Linked DNA regions of Mus musculus: region 1 is linked to region 2. Evidence: chromatin contacts called from public promoter capture Hi-C data. All regions are on one chromosome and are shown on one strand. The core of a region is the stretch at or near the end of the contact, and the rest is flanking DNA. Distances in the headings are between cores, read along the strand shown. Region 1 holds the start of Bcl7a (B cell CLL/lymphoma 7A). Region 2 holds the start of Erp29 (endoplasmic reticulum protein 29).

Evidence for each region. Promoter capture Hi-C pulls out the DNA fragments that hold promoters and counts their contacts.
Region 1: a promoter capture Hi-C map of liver shows a contact between it and region 2, with 2.2 times the contacts expected there. The contact joins the promoter of Bcl7a here to the promoter of Erp29 in region 2. A contact is called at or near these places in 2 of 39 promoter capture datasets (cranial neural crest and liver).

Annotation. Positions count from the first base shown.
Region 1 is chr5:123,341,834-123,346,743 of GRCm38.p6, forward strand. Bcl7a (B cell CLL/lymphoma 7A) reads left to right here and starts at 2,615. Exons shown (of 6, transcript NM_029850.3): 1 at 2,615-2,888. The coding sequence starts at 2,797. It overlaps Gm15860 (predicted gene 15860), which reads right to left and starts at 3,309. Exons shown (of 2, transcript NR_165267.1): 1 at 3,093-3,309.
Region 2 is chr5:121,451,205-121,456,314 of GRCm38.p6, forward strand. Erp29 (endoplasmic reticulum protein 29) reads right to left here and starts at 1,270. Exons shown (of 3, transcript NM_026129.2): 1 at 987-1,270. The coding sequence starts at 1,136. It also overlaps a transcript of Tmem116 not described here.

The DNA.
Region 1 (4,910 bases), core at 1,365-3,864, 1.9 Mb after region 2:
CAGACTGGCTCAATCAAATCCAGAGCTTGTAGTATGGCTAATCTCACTAGCCAGCTTGTTCTGAGGAATCGTTTGTCTCTGCCTTAAAGATTTATTTATTCATTTTATGTATGTGAGTATACTGTAGCTGTCTTCAGACACACCAGGAGAGGGCATCAGATCCCATTACAGATGGTTGTGAGCCACCATGTGGTTGCTGGGATTTGAACTCAGGACCTCTGGAAGAGCAGTCAGTGCTCTCAACCACCATCTCTCCAGCCCTGTCTCTGCCTTTTAAGACTTTGGAATTACAGGCCAGTTGCCATGTCTACCAAAAATTTCCCTGGGGATCTTTGTGCTTCTGTGGCAAGTGACTAACCACTGAGCCATGTGCCTGGCTCATTATAACCATTTTAAAGTACAATGTTCAGTGACATGGGACATATATCTCTACATAGGTCCAGAAAACTTTCTTTATTACAAACAAACAAAAAAACAAAAACAAAAGCAAAAAACAAAAACAAAAACAAAAACAAAAAAAACCCCACTGGCCATCATTCCCTGCTCCCTGCCCCAGCTCCTGCCTAGTCTAGGAAACTCCTGTAAGTGGGGTCATACAATCTTTGTCCTTATATGCCTACATCTTTCTACTTAGCATGCTTTCACACATTTTTAGAGGTATTGGTATTGCTTTTATCAAGGAATAATAATACCACTGAAAAGACATCTGTTCATCAATTGGGATTTGGATTTTTAGTATTCTTACATTTCATTTAGGGTGTGTGTATGTGTGTGTGAGTGTGCGTGTGGTATGTAAACATGTGCTGATCCAAGGACAACTTTCACGGGTTCTGTTTTCCACAGCGTGAGTTCTGAGACCTGAACTCTTGCCTGCAGGCTTGGCAGCAAACACATTTACTAAGACATCTTGCAGACCAGATATTCGGACTTTTGATATATCTTATTTAAATACACACACACACATACATATATACACATATATTCTATGTGGGAATTGTGGTGTAGCACTTGCCTAGCATACACAATTTCTGCACTAAACAAAAATGAATTCCCTGGGGTCCAAGCACATATCTGATGATCAAATACAGAGGGTCAAATGCATGAGACTTCGGATTTATGGCACATTTTTCAATCCATCACAGAACGATTCTTTGACATATTTGTGGGGTGTGTTATTTTGTTTTGAGACAGGGTTTTCTTTTTGTGGCCCTGGCTGTCCTAGAACTCACTACTATGTAGACCAGACTGGCTTTGAGTCTTGAATACATAGAATCGGCCTGCTTCTGCTTCCCAAGTGCTGGGATTAAAGGTGTGTACCACCACTGCCTGGCTCCATTGTTTTGTTGTTGTTGTTGGTTTTTTGCTTTTGTTTGTTTTGGTTTGGGTTGTTTTTTTGTTTTGTTTTGTTTTAAGACAGGGCCTCACTATGTAGTCCTGGAACTACCTACATAAACCAGGTTGGTCTTGAACCACAGATCTCTACCTGCTTCTGCCTGGAATTAAAGGAGTGGGCTACCACATCTGATTGTTGTTCTTATTTTTAAATTTTCGCTTTAGGACCGTGCGTTTAAAGTGGTTAAAAGAAGCCTGGGGGAAATTTCCCCAGATTCTCACACCCATTTCCCCACTAGCTCCCTCTACCAAACCCCTGCAACCCCCCCAGACTTCAGGGGGAGATGCTTGGTACTAGAATCATGGCAGTCACAGATGAAGGTCACTGCTGCAACCTTCAATAACTCCTTGACTCAGTTTGTCCATCTGTGAAATGACTGATGTTGCGCTAGTTCCTCTCCAGGTAGCAGCTCTCTCACTTCAGGTCATCTCTTTTCCCAGCATTCACGTGGACAAGCATTCGCTCTGGTCCAGTCTGTGTAGCCGCAACTGCACACCCACCTGTCCCTATACTGGGTGACCGCGGTAGATCCTGTCACCCAGCTCTGTCCTAGGGTAGGGAGACAGCCTCTCATAAGTCCTTCTGTGTTGGGCCAGTCTAGTTTACCTGCTGCTCCGGGTCATTACACTGCACTTCCACCAGGAGCCGTTTAAGATTAAATTGTCATTTTCGGTCAAACCCCAGGGAGGTTGATCCGTGACTGGGACAACTTATCTCTAAGGGAAAGAAAGCCCAGAGACAATGTCAATTGCCACCGGGTTCGGGCACCTTTCCTACGACTCTAGTTTAAGCATGGGGAGGAGACGTTCTAGCTCGCACATTTTAACAGGGCAGCTGGCCAGAGACCGGCGCCTCAACTCTTTCTAAGATCACCTCGCGTCCCGAACCGCCGCCTCCAACTCTTGAGAACTCAAACGCCCGACAAGAAACTTGCACGATCGCGCCCGCGGCCACCAACCCGAGCCAGAGCACCCACGGCCTGCAGTCTGCCATCCCCAGGGTGTGTGTCTTGGGGGGGGGAGGGGCCCCCCATCGCACCTGCGGCCTCTGGGTGAGTCCTGGCGCGGGCCCGTCCCGCGTGCTGGGAGGTCGGGGTTACCCGGGAGAGCTTTCCCAGAGTGAGGTCCCCGAGGCTCCCCGGGGAGGGCGGCGGCACCCGGAGGCCGCACTGCTGGCGGCCGCGCCGCTCCCCCTCGCTCTGTGCAGCTGCCGCCCCGGCGCTTGCGCACTGGGCCCCGGGCGCGCGGCGGCACCAGGCTTTGTGTGTGCGCGTATGTGTGTGAGTGTGTGTCTGTGCGCGAGTGAGAGAGCGGGCGAGTGTGGCGAGCAGGACCCGGCGGGCGCGCTCCCCCAGCCTCCCTCTCTCTCTCTCTTTCCTCTCTCTCTCCCTCCCCGCCAGAACCATGTCGGGCAGGTCGGTTCGAGCCGAGACCAGGAGCCGGGCCAAAGATGATATCAAGAGGGTCATGGCGGCTATCGAGAAAGTGCGCAAATGGTAAGCCGAGGCGCCTGCTCGCTCTCTCGCTCGCCCCGGCTCGCTGCACCGCGTCGCGGCCGCCAGCAAGCCCGGACCCAGCGCGTAGAGCGGCGGGGCGCAGCGGCCCCGGGCCCGGAGTTGGCGAGGGCGCGCGGCCGGGGTCACCTGCGCCCCGCGGGGGCTGCGTCCGCTGCCCAGGTGTGCTTGGCGCCGGTCACCCACCTGGCGCGGCGGCGGCGAGAGCGGCGGCGGCGGCGGCAGGAGCCCGGAGCTCGGAGCTCGGCTCTCGGGAGAGGGGGGTTCGCAGCCGGCCCCAGAAGCCATTTCGTTTTTTTGTGCAAGTCACATGAAAGCGGCTTCCCGCGCGCCGGGGCCGTGATGCCGGCGGCGGCGGGCAGAGCGCGAGCTCCATTGTGCAGCGCGGAGCGGGCCGCCGTCTCCTCCCGGGGCGGCGCGGCGCCGGTGTCCCCCCCCCCCAACACACACACACACACATACACACACACATCCTACGCCCCGACCCGCCCGCAGCTCCCCGCCTCCCAGGCCTCGGCGCCCTCGAGTCTGCGGAGTTTGCAGAGCGCGAGCCGTTTAAATTTAGCGCTTTGGGCAGCCTGGAGCGAGGGCTCCGGGCGAGGAAGGAAGATGGGGGCGAGCGCTAGGAAGGCGGTGGCGCGGCCGGGGCGCGGAGCACCCACGGCTCCCACGCGCTCCGCGCGGCACCCGAAGCTCGGGGAGCGCGATGTTTGCATCCAGAAGCCAAGTCCTGGGCCGTGTCTTGCCTCCTTCTTGCTGGAGCTGGTGTTTGTTTTGCGGAGAGAACGAGCGACCGTTGTTTTTGTTCTCTGCACTGGGGGAGGAGGAGACCGCGAGATTCGGTGTGGGCCGTGCGTGTTTTTCAAGCTCAAATTAGATCCTGCCCGGCGTGGCCTCGTTATAATTAGTAGGATGGAACATTTTCTCGGCCCTCGTCGGGATCTGACACCGAGGCGGCCCCAGAGGCCAGGCCTGAGGCGCCAGTAGTCCACCACCAGGTTGGGTCAGACTTGTTGAAAACTCCCTGCTCCCTGATTTTAACTTTATTACGGTTTTTTTCCCACGGCTTCATCTGGGTCCGAGAGGGAGAGGAGCAGCTGCGAGGGTGTCCCCAAGTGTCAGCAGCCGCTGGCTGGATCTGTCCTTTATAGGAACTGGCTAGGCTCCACTGCAGGCTGGGTTGTTTTTTTTTTTTTTTTTTTGGGGGGGGGGGTCATTTCTTGAGTAACGCCTCTGTTGTTGTTGTCCTTTTTTTTTTTTTAAACACTACTGGGGACCTGTCTCCGGTTTGATGGTGTCACAAGTTAGCTGTCCTTTCAGAGTGAAACCCAACAAAAAAGGCAACGAGAAAAATCAATAAAGTCCACGTGCTCCCGGGCCTCCTATGGAAAGGGCTGTCTGCGGATGGCCGGATGCCCGCCGTGGGCTGGGTTTGGCTCCAATGGGACAAAGAATTTTCACAACCGTGAGAAGGGGAGGCTTTCCAAAGTTGAGATCCAAGTCCTGGGTGCCGGGGAGCTCCCCGCTGAGCAGGGCGACCAGTGCCCAACTGCAGCCATTTAAAAATGGCAGAAACAGCTGCAGGCCAAAACACAGGAAAACCAGCACCTTGGCCCCTCTCCTGTGGGACTCTCAAGGGAAGGCTGGGGTGGCACCCCTCCCTGGCCTCAGTCCCCGGTGCAAAGAAAGAACTGATAGCAGGGCAAGAGTCCCTTCTGTCTGTCACCCGCCTGGAGGGTAGAAAGGGGCCGGTGTAAGCTCCCTTTCTGGTCCTGGAGCCGTGACAGCTGCGGCTGGGTCTGCCAGCTGCTCTGCTGGGCGGGCAGATGGAGGGTTGGGGCTTTCCACCCTGCGGGCCCCAGAGCAGCAGGCCTGGAGGCTTCATCTTCCATGCTAGCGGGTTCACAGCCTGCCAAGCCTGGGAGTGCAGTGGGGGATGTGGCCGCTTTCTACCCTATGTTCTTTTGGGAGAAATAAGTATATCATGACCTCTAAAGACTCCAG
Region 2 (5,110 bases), core at 20-2,519:
TATATAGGTTGGATGGATGACTAATAAGATGCTTAATTTTTTTTAATTAAAAAAAAATACAAACTTGAATGGGTTACACGTGTGTGGGGGGGGGGGTTCCTAACAGCAACCCTTTCCAAAACAGCCCTGTCCAACCCCTCAACACAGGCGCCTTTAGAGTCCCCTTCTGCGTTCTCAGTTCCTCATTCTGACACAATAAGAAAATGACCAAGTCTCTCCGCGCTAAGCCCAATAGAGGAACTAAGAAGATTCTGGTAACTAGAGACATGCACGAAGAACTGAGTCCAGAGGCCACTGCACTCAGCCTGCAACATTTCCACCGTCCATTTGCTCAGTCTTCGAAACCAATTTTTGTTTTAAAATAAATAAAATTGCTGAGGGTAGTGTAGTTTCTTACATGCCTTGACCGGGTTTTGTTCATTTCGTACTCCACTCCCCCAAGATGCTCTCTACAGGTGGGAGCCCTGCAATCTTTTTAACCCTTGCACTTTGTAGGGGGGCCGTGTGCGGTCTGAACCCGGTTTGCACATGGCCAAGAACGCTACAATCCATCCTCCGAGGAGCAGACTGGCATGCTAACCCAGTTCTCTCGGCCATCTCCACCCCATCCGAGAGCCTAGGAGCGTAGACCTCGCCCCGCCCTCCGGTCTTCCACTTGTGACTCGTGGATTGGATCTTTCCTATCATTGTCTTTTTCCCCAGTTGATAAAGGAAAAGGGACACTTGGTTCCCTTTGACTGCGCTTTGGTAGCTTTTTGTAAAAAAACAGATGTAGCGAGTACCGGGGTTGCAAGGATGCCGGGTGGTCAGGGTGCGCCCCTGCTCTGTCGACACTGGGCCTATAGGATGGTGGGGCGTGTAGGGATGGTCCCCAAGGACTGCCTGCTGCTGCCACCCCTCCGGGCCCAACGTCCCCGTGGGCTCGCGCTGCCACGGGCGTCTATCTGCACCTGCGCACGATCCCCGTCGCCCGCCGCCCTCATTACCTTGTAGAAAGTGACTGTGTCCAAGGGAAGGGCACCCTTCGTGTGTAGGCCGCTGCCGCCGTGCGGAGCAAAGAGGAGCAGCAGGCCCAGGAGCACGGACAGCAGTGGGGAGAGAGAAGCAGCGCCAGACACCCCGGCGGCGGCGGCCATCACGCCGGATGGTGGGAGCGGGAGAGACAGGCAAGCTACAGGCGGAGCGCTCCGAGTGGGCGGTCACGTCACGGGGAGGGCCGTCCTGCCGGCGGCGCGCATGAACGCAAGCGGCCACCGCCAGAGCGAGATGCTCCGGCCGCCTCCGGGGTGGAAGGGAGGGGCCGCGGAGGGGCGGGGCAGAGAGAGGGAGCGGCTGCGCATGCGTCGTAGGCGGAGCGGCGAGCGGGCGGGGTCGCGGGACGGGACGGGCCTGCCGCGCACGCGCACGCGCACGCGCACGCGCACTTGGCGACACTCGGCTAGGCCGTGTTCCGCTGCGTTCTCGCGGGAGGCGCCGCTTCGACCCTTCCCCTCGTTGCCCTCTCTCTCGCCTCGGAAGAAGACGTGGCGGCGTCCCTTCCTTCCCTGCGCTGGGCGGTCCTGCGGTCTCAAGAGACCCGCCGCCTCCCTCGGTTAGTCAGCTGTTTGTCACTGGTAGTCGCTGTCCTGCCCTTGTAGACCCCCGGTTGCAGCTCTGGTCAGGCCCGCGGGGACACTTAGGCAATGTGGCCTCCCATGTCGCAGGAGGTTGGGGAAAAGGCCTATTCGCCTTCGTGCTTTTTGGTCAAGTGTTGGTGGGTGGCACAGGCCTAATTTCAGCACGAGGCAGGGGGGTGACAAGACCAGGCTGGGCTGTCCCGTTTTCAAGGACTAGCTTATGGTACGTTCTGATTGTCTTCAGCACAGGGATAAAGGCTCGAAGGAATTCCTTATTGGAGACGACAGAGGGATCGTGGCCAGCAGGCTGTGTGAGCCAGCACAGGACATTCAATCCCAGTGCTAGCTGGGAAAACTGGCAGGCTGGTCTCTGAGTTGGAAGCCAAACCTCATCCATATACTGTGTTCCTGGAACTAGTACCTTCCACATCTAAGTTCCGTCCTTAGCACCCAAGGGGGAAAGCACAACTTTAATCACACCACTCCAAAGGCCAAGGGTGGCGAACCTGAGTTCAAGGCCAGCCTGGTCTACAGAGTGAGTTCTAGGCTATTCAAAGTCAACAAGGGTCTTCGAAAGACAGACACAAAACAGGCTGGGTGTGGACTACTTGCCAGTACTGGGGAGGCAAGGAGGATGCCCAAATTGGGGGGGCGGGGGGAAGGAAAAAGAGCGAATGATGAATGAAGATAGGTTGGTCAGTGGCCTATCCATGTATACAAATCTACATTCGCGTGCACACACACACACACACACACCTGTAGAATCATGAAAAAGCTAGACCATGTTGTGCTTTTTTTTTCCCTCTTTTTTTTATTACTGTTAAATCTCAAACCCTAGGTGAGACAAACGGCTGTGGTGACTAACATCAAAGTGGACCTGGCCATGAGGTTCTCCCAGAATCCCTCAGGGTATGACAGGCATGCCCTGCTCCCTACCCTAAACTTCTCCAGTCCAAGGGCTGGGCTGCCCTTCCTCCAGCCGCCTTTCCCTATAATAATCCAGCCATTTAAGCTATGGCAGTCTCTTGGTCAGTGTCTTGGCCCAGGCTGCCCCTCTTAACTGGGACTCTCCTCCCCTCTCTCCTCCCTTCCCCCTCTCTCCACATGGCTCATGGTCATGTTCACTCCGGACTGTGGTCTTCCTTTTTTAGCTACAATAAACTTCCTCCTCCATCATCCCTAGGAGCAGCCCTTCTATAAAAAGCACAGCTTATTACAGCTGCTGCCTTATGACCACCCCTCTAATAGACAGCTAGGTGCCCTGCATTTGACTGGCCGTACTGACCTTGACATCTAGCACAGACTGTGCAAGTATGATGCACCACTGGTCATTCTGCCGCAGTGTGACACGGCTATGTAGGTCCTTCTTTTTGACTTGTGTGTGTGGTATCCAGACTGCTATCCACCCAGTAAGTATTAAAATCTTTCCTCCCCATCTCGTGCCCTTTCCAAATCCCTGCAGAGGTATATCCCGCCTTTGAAGAACCTGTATTACGAGTCCGTCCTGCTCACGTGTGTCAGCACAGTATCTGGGAGATACTTGGTGAGCATGACTTTGAAAAGTAGGGAGCACTCATGAAGCAGTAGGAATCAGGATGTGGTACCGCACGCTGAGCACTGTGAACCTATGTAAAGGCAAACTCAGGAGCGGGGGCAAAATAAAGTCTCTCACTGACCTGAGGGGTTTACAGCCACCAGAGGCCTCCATTGGAGTGTTGCCAGATTTGTGTATGAAAACATTCCATAGAGATGAAGAAATGGCTGGGTGTGGCTTTAGTCCCAAGCCTTCCTGGGAAGGAGAGTGCCTGAGACCTGAGGAAACCTGAGGACTTTGGAATAAGCAATATCCTCGAAGTGGACTAAGTCGTGTGCCTCCAGTGCACTGTAATTGCATTTGGAGAGAGAATTACAGTAATTACAGAAATAGTTAAACCTAAATGAAATCCAACAGCGGGGGCCCAATCCAGTGGGCCTCGTGTCCCTTTATGAAAAAGAGATTACAACTGGACATGATGGCCAGCGCCTTTGATCCCAGCACTCAGGCGAAGGCAGGTGGGGCCCTGTAAGTGGGAAGCCAGCCTGGTCAACCTGGGTTGTATCGCTATAAAAATGAATGAATGAAGAGAATGCATCAGAAGGGAGAAGACTGAGGCTGAGGGCAGTGGGTAGCTCTCGCAGTATTTAAAGGAGGTGAGAGAAGTTCCTGGAAATTAGGAATGGCCTAGGGAGTAGGGTGGGAAGGGGAGTGGCGGGGATCTGGGAAGAGCTGGAGGAGGAAGGTAAATGTGCTCAAAATGTACAGGGCTCTCAAAGAACAAACAGTACTTGTTTTAAGAAGTGCCTCAAGCCGGGCATGGTGGCGCACGCCTTTAATCCCAGCACTCGGGAGGCAGAGGCAGGCAGATTTCTGAGTTCGAGGCCAGCCTGGTCTACAGAGTGAGTTCCAGGACAGCCAGGGCTACACAGAGAAACCCTGTCTCGAACCCCCCCCAAAAAAAAGTGCCTCGGTTGGGCCTGGGTGGAAGCTGAGTTGTAGGCCGTGTGTATAACGTTCCATCCTCAAGTGTGTCACTGAAGAAAAGTGCAATCAAGAAGCTTTGGCAGGAGGTCTGGACTTGGTGGCGTACCCCTTTAATCCCAGAACTCTTGAAGGCAGAGGCAGGCAGTGTGAGTTTAAGAACAGCCTGGTCAATAAAGCAAGTTTCAGGCGAGTGGAGTGCCACACAGTGAGACCCTGTCCATAGAAGAGACTTTGTAAGTCTTTGGTAGACAAATAGATTGAGATAGAAGTAAGAACCTTATGAGCTCACTCTGCTGGGTAGAACTGCTGCTCTCAGGCTGTGCAACACTCTGACCACACACTGAGGCTAAGTTCCAAGGAAAAATGACTCTACGACATGTTCACACAAGTTAACAACTGCTGTCTGCCGCCACACCAGGATATATGAAGTGATAAATCATTCCTTTTGTGTGAATAAACAATGCTCCCTGCCTGTCACTATCAAATCAAATCAGAGACTGTACTCATGAACTTATCTGTTGCATCGGGTATAACCCCTCACGTAGCACTGTACAGAGTTCCCCCATTTTGGCCAATCACTTGTCATGAGCCTTATCTAAGAAACTGGCTGAAGTGAAAGACTGTTCTGAGACTCCAAGTGTAACCTCTCTATCCTGTGGTGCTCTGTCCGCTTCAGATCAGCAGTTGAAATGGCCAGACACCTGGGCCTGTACTGAACGCCGAGCCGGAACAGCTGTGTCTGTGTCTAGTCAGCCCCTACAGGATTGAGATTGTGTCAGTTCAACTTCAGGAGAGCTTCCCTGAACCCTGCAGCACCTGTAACCCCTGTGGCCATTCTGTAATTGGTATAAATATATCATTGTATGACAGGGTGATGTGTGATCTAAGAGTTAATACTGTTCACTAATCCTGGCATTAAAGGACCCGTGATTGCTAGGATCCTGAACTCAGAACTGCTTGTAAAGTTGCAGCC